Regions from separate parts of the Zea mays genome. Here region 2 is linked to region 1. A link is a contact called in public Hi-C data. All regions are on one chromosome and are shown on one strand. Each heading gives the region's core, a stretch centred on a gene start, on an enhancer-like site or on the middle of the called end of the contact. The rest is flanking DNA. Distances are from core to core; before and after follow the strand shown. Region 1 holds the start of LOC100274431 (BTB/POZ domain-containing protein POB1). Region 2 holds the start of LOC103626964 (F-box/kelch-repeat protein At3g61590-like).

Region 1 (3,889 bases), core at 777-3,276:
AAATCAAAATCTGCATGCATAAGCAACACCCATGACTTGTATAGCTAACATGAGTCAAAGTGGAGAGTCGAAAATGCCATAAGCAGTAGAAAGCAATGCAGATTGTGACTTTCAGGATCACAAGCTTGCTCAATATTATCTTTAAAAAATATACAATTTTCAGAAAAAAAAATTTGTATCTTGATTCAAAATTATAATATTACACCACACCCATTGTCATTTCAAGAACCTCAATCTTGTGGTCTATTAATTTGGCCAGTTGCTACTGTAAAGAATATTCACAGAATCACATCAGCAGGAACATGACTGCAACTAGACACCCATAACCTTGAACAACAACAATAAAGTCCCAAGCAAGTTGGGGTAGACTAGAGTTGAAACCCAACAAAAGCCACAAATCAAAGTTTAGGCACGTGGATAGTTGTTTTCCTCTCCTATTCAAGGCTAAATCTTTGATTATATTCCATCCTTTCAAGTCTCCTTTTATTTTCTCCGATGTCAACTTCAGCATTCCCCTGCCTCTTATCATTACTATCACGCAGTAAGATCCCACTACACACTGGTGTCTTTGGAGGTCTCACACGTTCAAATCACCTCAATTGGTGTTAGACAAGCTTTTCTTCAATTGGTGCTAACCATATCCTATCACCTATATCATCGTTTCGAACTTGATCCCTTGTATGGCCACAAATCCAACACAACATAGAACACACACATTTCCACAACACTTATTACAGCAAATTAGAGGTGCCATGGCCTGCTGTTGAATCGACACGAGAAGATGGCTGCTGCCACCAGGGCTGCTGGAACGAGGGAGGACAGCAACTCCGGCACAGTAGCCAGCAGATCTGCCGCTCTCCGTCTTCCATGCACTTCCTCTCTGCCACACGCTCTATTTCTCCCATGCTTTTCCTATGAGTCTCCCGCCAGAATCTCCTGATGCTTTCCCCCTCCTCCCACCTTTCTTCCACAAGTGATTTCCTACGATTCAGACGCTAATGTGACGATTTTGAGACGCCAAACCCATAAGACAGACAACATATATATATGCAAGGCATAGTGTAACCCTAGCCCGCTCCAGTGCTTAAACTACACCTTAATAACTATGGTTTCCATGATTATGAAGCACAATTGACCCTCTCCGGGTATTTTATCAACAGAGTAAGTCTTCCATGGTTATCTTAAGAACAGGCGACACAAAACCTACACCTCCATAATCAGAAGCATCTATACGCTGCCAACCTAAAAAGTACAGATGCATCACCTGCAAATGGTTTCTGAGTTGCACCCCTCTCGTTACCCCGTAGCTTCTCAACTAGATTAATTTGAATATTTGGGTGGGTCAACTCAAATTCAAACTATGGATAGCCTGAATTAATTCATTTATTCCTGTAAATACGTTTGTCAATTATTGTAGCTCATGACAGATCAAAATGTCAGATAATTCGTACAAGTGCGTCATGGCAGCTCCAAATTGAAATTCCTCTCTATCCTTCACCGATTCCCTTTCCATTATAACCTATATTGTCGGGTACCTACGTGAATCAGATTTTACTAAAATAAACGAGGCACATAGGAGCCCCCAGCAAATTCTCAGCCGAATCGCGTCAAGCGTCACAAATAAACACGCAAAATCACACGACCGCAAGGCAACAACGGCATGCGTAGCCAGAATCCGTGGCGTACCTTTCTCCTTGAGGAGCTCCTCACGGCGGCGCTTGCGGTGGCGCGCCCAGTCGGCGAGGCCACCTCCTCCGGCACCGGCGCCGCTGGACCCCGGAGCGTAGTCATCCCCGGCGACGACCTCGATACGCAATTCCCGGTCGGAGAAGTTGACCTCGTTGAAGGCGAATTCAAAGCTGGGCCCCCCGCCCCCGGGCGAGAAGTCCGGGTCCATCTCCGCCGCCGCGGTCGCGTGCACGCCGACCAGCCTCCGCCTACGGGAAGTGGGGGAGGCGTGGAAGGCGGTGGCCGTAACCCTAGCCGGCGGGGTGCTCGAGGGGGAGGGCGAAACGAGAGAAGTGGCCGGGAGGGAAAGGAGGAGAAGACACAAGGAAGAGACGGTGGTGGTTATAATGAGGCAATGGAGGGGCTAGGATGGGAAAGGGGGCTTCAAACGTTTTGGTGGTGGTGCCGATGGTGCCGCGACAGCGGCGTTGAATTCGTGCTCGGATTGTTGGTTTGGCTCGGCTGACCGTTTGCGTTGAATTCGTGCTCGGATTGTTAGTTTGGCTGACCGTTTGCGTACGCCTAGGTCTGAAAAAAAAAAGTTCAAAGCTCACGAGCCAGTTTAAGTTTGGGGCAGTTTGTAAACGTCGAGTGAGTCGAGTCGAGCCTTATTTTTGAGTTTGCTGGTCCACCGAGCTAGCTCGTTCTGGCTCGTAAGCCGTGCCAAATTAATCAAACTATATATAATAATAGATAATTTCACTTATAGTATTAAATGATGATTATATTTTTCACATTTATGTACTATTAAATCACTATATAATGCAATATTATTTATCAAGGTCCAGCTTGCGAGCCGAGCTGAGCCTCCTCTTTCAGCTCGTTGAGTGAATGAGCTGAGCTTGTCTGTCAACGAGTTGCACCGAGCTAAGTTCGGCTCATTTCCAGCCCTAATACCACCTCTAGTGTTTCAATTCGAAAATATCCAATGTCGTGTGTTGTATATATATGGTGAGAGTGGCAATAGAGACTACGTCCTCTATTTGTTGCGGGGAATTGCTCTTGTTCGGGTTTGTTCGGTTGCTGTTGGAACTCAGTGACACGTGGTCGAGTGGGTCCAAGTAGTGGGAAACAAAAATACTTTGATGCTTAACAACACGATGGATTAGAGCAACAGTGTTTTTTCAGCCTGTCCCATCAGGGTACAGTGCGGGGTATTATAGGTAACTGTAAATATAGTTATGCCCCTAGTTACCTACGTTATCCCCAGAATATTCCCCCCTCAAGGGTTATTAGAGGTCATTACAGTGTGGTTAAGTACAACCCGGACTGACACACTGTTAGGGGGCTTACTCTCTCGAAGGTCCTAAAAACATGACTAACCATATATTTTCAGCATGATATGAATTATTACAGGGAACTTGGGCTTCAGAATGGAAGTTCTCTCCCATGGCAAAGGCATACGAGATGAAGATATAATCCGAAGATGATAAGAATGAACGTTGAAGTTATAGCCGAAGAGTAATAGCTTCGGCTTAAATGGTGATGAAGACCAGACATGATGCTGACCGGAAGGGAAAAAGACTAGCAAGTCCTTAATGATTTATGTTATGTTCATAAGTAAATATCAAGGACACAAATGTACTTTTACCCGGGCTGTGTCCGTGCCTATAAATATATGAACAGTAGCAACGTACTGTTCATGCTGGATTGTAATCGCTCTCACGTCAACACCTTCGAACAAGCCGAAGGTATCAATGTAATGTAAATCCTGTTAATGTACATGTCTACATTATGAAATTCATATGAATACGAATTGATGCAATATAATCATTACTATTATGTATTCTCATTTTCATGAATGTTAAAGACATGTCCTACATGACCGCGTCTGAAGATCATTATATCTGAAATGAGATAATGTTTCGAAGGACGAAGGTCCTTAATTCTTAACGATTGTGTTGCCTTGTTCTTGACCCACATCACTCGAGAACAAGTGAGCAACATTGGCGCCCACCGTGGGGTGAACTCACTTCCACAACCTTTGGCAAGCATTCACCTTCGTCATGCCGCCGAAAAAGGCAATAGCGCTAGGGGTTGCCTTGCAGCCACTGGATACCAACCAAGAGACACTTTTGCTGAGAGAAGCTCGGAGCCAGAAAAGGAAGGTTACCAGCCCAACACCACAGGAAGAGGAGTTGGACCAGGAAATCAGAGACCT
Region 2 (3,889 bases), core at 672-3,171, 140 kb after region 1:
CAGCTGTCCTGCCCCCAACAGCAGGAGCATCAGGAAGCCTCTTCCAGTCCTTAGTGATGGGGTTGCACACCAGGACGCTGCGCCTGTTCTCGCTGTCCATCAGGCACACCAGCCCAGCCGACGAGGACGTGGCCCAGTTGCTCCTCTCGATGCAAGGGAAATCGAACCCATACCACTTGCGGAGGCTCGGGTCGTAGGCGAACCCTGAAACCGCATCCTGGCTGCAGGTGAACATGAAGTACCATGGCTTCTCGGGCACCGTCTTGCTCCACGCGTGCCTCTGCGCATGCACAATCTCATGCCACCTTCTGCAAACGGACCCGGACCTTATGACGCTCGCAACGGGCAACAAGGAAAGAACCTTCTCCAGGAGATCGTCTGGGAGAACGGCGTCCAGCGACACTGCCACGTCGGCCCCGTTCTGGTCGTCCTCGCCGTCTTCGTCTTCAGAGACCGGCCTGTACTCTATCACCTGTGAGCCGCTGTAGGAACAAGGATAGAGCTCCCACTCTTCTGTCCCCATCGCCAACATCCAGTGAATAGCTAGCTAATACAAGACCCTGCAAGAGACAATTGTTGCGATAAAAATAAGGGAAATGAACCAAATATGAAAACGTCTGATGCAGATAAAACTAAGCAAGCATTTTCAGCCCAGCCAAATTTTTCTGAGTACAGAGTAGATGTAAATAGAAAAGCAATGTTCAGGTCAGACTCTCTATACTCTGTACCACCATGTATAATGCAAATTCGATGAAAACAACCTGGTGGCTGTCTACATCTCAAGGGCACATCTGCCGGTAACCAAACACCAAAAGTATGCCATTTCTTTAACAGACTAAACTCGCCTAGATGAAAAGGGCAATAATCCAACCTGACCAATCTAACCTTCTTTCAACGACATGAAATGCAGTAAGATCAACAAATGGCAGAGGTCTGACCAGTTTCTCTCTCTTTATTACTTGTTACATAAATAAATAAATAAATCTTTTCTCGATCCGTATATTTGTCTTGTGCCACGAGGACGATTAAACGGGGAAAAATGACAGAAACAGCTACTTCTAATTGCCGGGGGGACAAATTGCCGGACAATAACGTCCCCATCACAAATAGAACCTCTCTATTATTATTTTTTTTCCAGAGAGGGCCACAGCTGATTTTTGGCCACCACATTCAATTTGCCGCGGAAAGGGCCACATCACGATCATTAAAGGCAGGCGCAGACAAATAAAGCAAGCAGCGCAGGCAAGAGCAGCACTATCTACCCACCGAATTTTACCAGAAACCACACCACGAAACGCACGCCTCATGGCTAGTACCAATCCTTGACGCCGCGCGAAAAAGCAAGCGCTAACCCGCAATTCAATGCATGATGAAGCATAGACCCTAAACCCCCCAAAAAATAAAAAAAAAGAATCCCCCAAACAATCCATGTCTCACTGAAAAAAAAAAAGACAAACATGAATGGGGGAAGACGATGCGATTGGTTACCTGTCCTCGACAACAGAAATCCAAGAGAAGGCCCTCCCTCCCACAATCCACCAAGCCGCCGCCGTGTCCTCCAGAGTCCCGACGCTTTCAGGAACAGACCGAACAGGGATTCATCGCCAAGAGCTAAACAAATGCACCAAAAACCAAATCTTCCGGGCGGAGAGGGAGAGGGTACCGGCAGCGCGTCTGTAGCGCGTTGGGCGGCCGGTGCCGATCGGATGAGGCGCCGAGTTGCACGAATCTGGTGGGGGCGAGGGGCCTTCGTCGTGCCCACCACCTACTCCGGGAAAGAGATGGAACAGTGGAAGGGCTTCCTCCTGCCCCTACATTAGATCAGGCCCCCCTCCTCCCCCATGGGCGTCGCGCGAGACTAGCGGAGCGACACAATGGCGTATATATGGAGGGGAGAGGGAGGCAGAGAAAGGGGAAGGTGCTTGCTTCAAGCAAAGAAAAAAATGTTTTAGACAGTGAGGGAGGGATGGAGGGAGAGGGTCGATCGGTTCAGCTCCAGACGTACTAGTGTAGTGGGAGAGAACGGAAATCCTTTGGATGGTGCTTTTTTGTCTACCGGACATATCCACCTGACATGTGACATAGATAATCTCACTGTCATCCTGTGCTATCTAGCTCTACCCTCTCCTAACGCATTCGTAATATCACGAGGACTTTTTTTAAGTATTATATCTCGTTTTGATGTAGATATTGGTATACAAAATCAGGATTTAGATTCAGTTTTTCTAAATTCTGTTGTTTAGTTGCACATAGAATTGGGTTTTTAAAACCAGAGAGTCAATTCCGTGGTATTGGACTATAACTAGAAACTCTCTCTCCCAATTGAGAGTGTTACCCCTCTGTGCAGGGACATCCAAATAATAGAACTGTAATTTCATCTAATTTCAATACCATGGCTGATTTTATATTCAAACCAATTCAATTTCATGCCCTCCAGTACCGGCATATGAACGAAGCATTAGACATTCGGCTGAGCTTTTTACAGCGCTGCTACTGTAGCTGGAGGCTATTCTTCCGAAGCTAAAGTATTAAGGACTAGTTTGGGAACTATATTTTTCTAAAGGTTCCTATCTTTCTAAAGGAAAATAAACTATTTTTCGTTAGAAAAATGGAAATCCCTTTAGAAAATAGGGTTCTTAAACTAGCCCTAAAAAGTGGGAAAATCTATGGGCATGGCCTAAAACAGACAACCGAACATTGTCTTTATTACAACAGGGGGGTTTGAAAGGGAAATGTGCCCTTGGGTCATTTCTAGTATATTTTGGTGATTAAGTGCTCAATACATATTGAGTGAGTTATTATGTGCCAAATCTTTACTACTCTATAAGATAGCAAAGTAGGCGTCCACCAGCTACCGTGGCTCCGCTCCCGTGATTCGCGTGCCCCCGCCCCGTGATCCATCCTCGCCCGCCCGCATGACTCGCCGCCATCGACGCGAGGAGCTGCTGCATCGCGTCGCCTGCGCCGCACCTCCCGCGCCCGCTCATGGATCCCACCTCCGCACACCGCGCTCCACTGCTCCCTCCCCGTCTTTCTCGCTGCTTCCCTCCATCTGTTCAGGCAAAGGGCATTGCAGTGCCAGCCATCTGCCACCGCCCTAAACCCTTCGCAGCGCCAGCCATGGAGAGGCTTATCAGCCCCCACCGCTCTAGATCATCCTGTAGCATTAGCGGCATCTGGTCAGTGGTTGTGTGGATCCGAGGCCTCTAAGTGCAGATCCAGTCCTACTTGCTCCGGATTTGGTGTTCTCTCGCGGAGGGAAGCCCGCTGAACAAAGCTCCTCCGCCGAAGGGTTAGTATGAGGCTCCGCGTGGGCTTGCCCTGCTGGTCGGTTACGCTTACGCTGAGGTCCTCCGGTAGGTGGCAATGGTTCCAGATTTCCGGTTACAACCTGGTTACATTTCTCAGGTTGCTATGGGATTTGGATTTCAAGCTATCTGCGGACGGGGAAACTTACTCCAGCTCGATCGATGATTGGGAGTTTGGACTTTGTGTTTTTTTTGCTTAGAGCCCAGGATCGCTTCCCTATCCACCTTGTTTTCCGCCTTGATTGTGTGCTCGGATGCTCTCTCGTCTTTGCTCTAGAACATTTCAGCAATTACTTAATCCATTTCAAACCTCATCTTGGACGAGCCTCGTGCCTTGGGTGGGTGTTCAAGACACCTTTGGGCATATTAGAACACAAAAATTGGTTCTAGCCTTAGTCATCTTCGCTGTTCTCAAGTATTCTGTTATTCGCTATATTTCCGTCAAGGCTGTACATTCAGTTGCCGACTACGGTTCCTGTGGCGTCGGCACCGAGACCAACGGGGAAGACACCGCTGAAGGGGAGGAGGCAGAGGGAAGCCCGTGGAACAAAGCCCCCCGCCTCGACGACGCTGCTCGGACT

What was found. A called contact is a pair of places that touch in the nucleus more often than the background predicts.
Region 2: a contact with region 1 is called in a Hi-C map of bundle sheath, with 4 times the contacts expected there. The contact joins the promoter of LOC103626964 here to the promoter of LOC100274431 in region 1. A contact is called at or near these places in 6 of 25 Hi-C or Micro-C datasets (bundle sheath, ear, endosperm and 2 more).

Annotation. Positions count from the first base shown.
Region 1 is chr5:141,839,263-141,843,151 of Zm-B73-REFERENCE-NAM-5.0, forward strand. It overlaps LOC100274431 (BTB/POZ domain-containing protein POB1), which reads right to left and starts at 2,027. Exons shown (of 6, transcript NM_001148790.2): 1 at 1,687-2,027. The coding sequence starts at 1,897.
Region 2 is chr5:141,982,003-141,985,891 of Zm-B73-REFERENCE-NAM-5.0, forward strand. LOC103626964 (F-box/kelch-repeat protein At3g61590-like) reads right to left here and starts at 1,922. Exons shown (of 3, transcript NM_001301597.1): 1 at 1,664-1,922; 2 at 1,489-1,572; 3 at 1-560. The coding sequence starts at 532.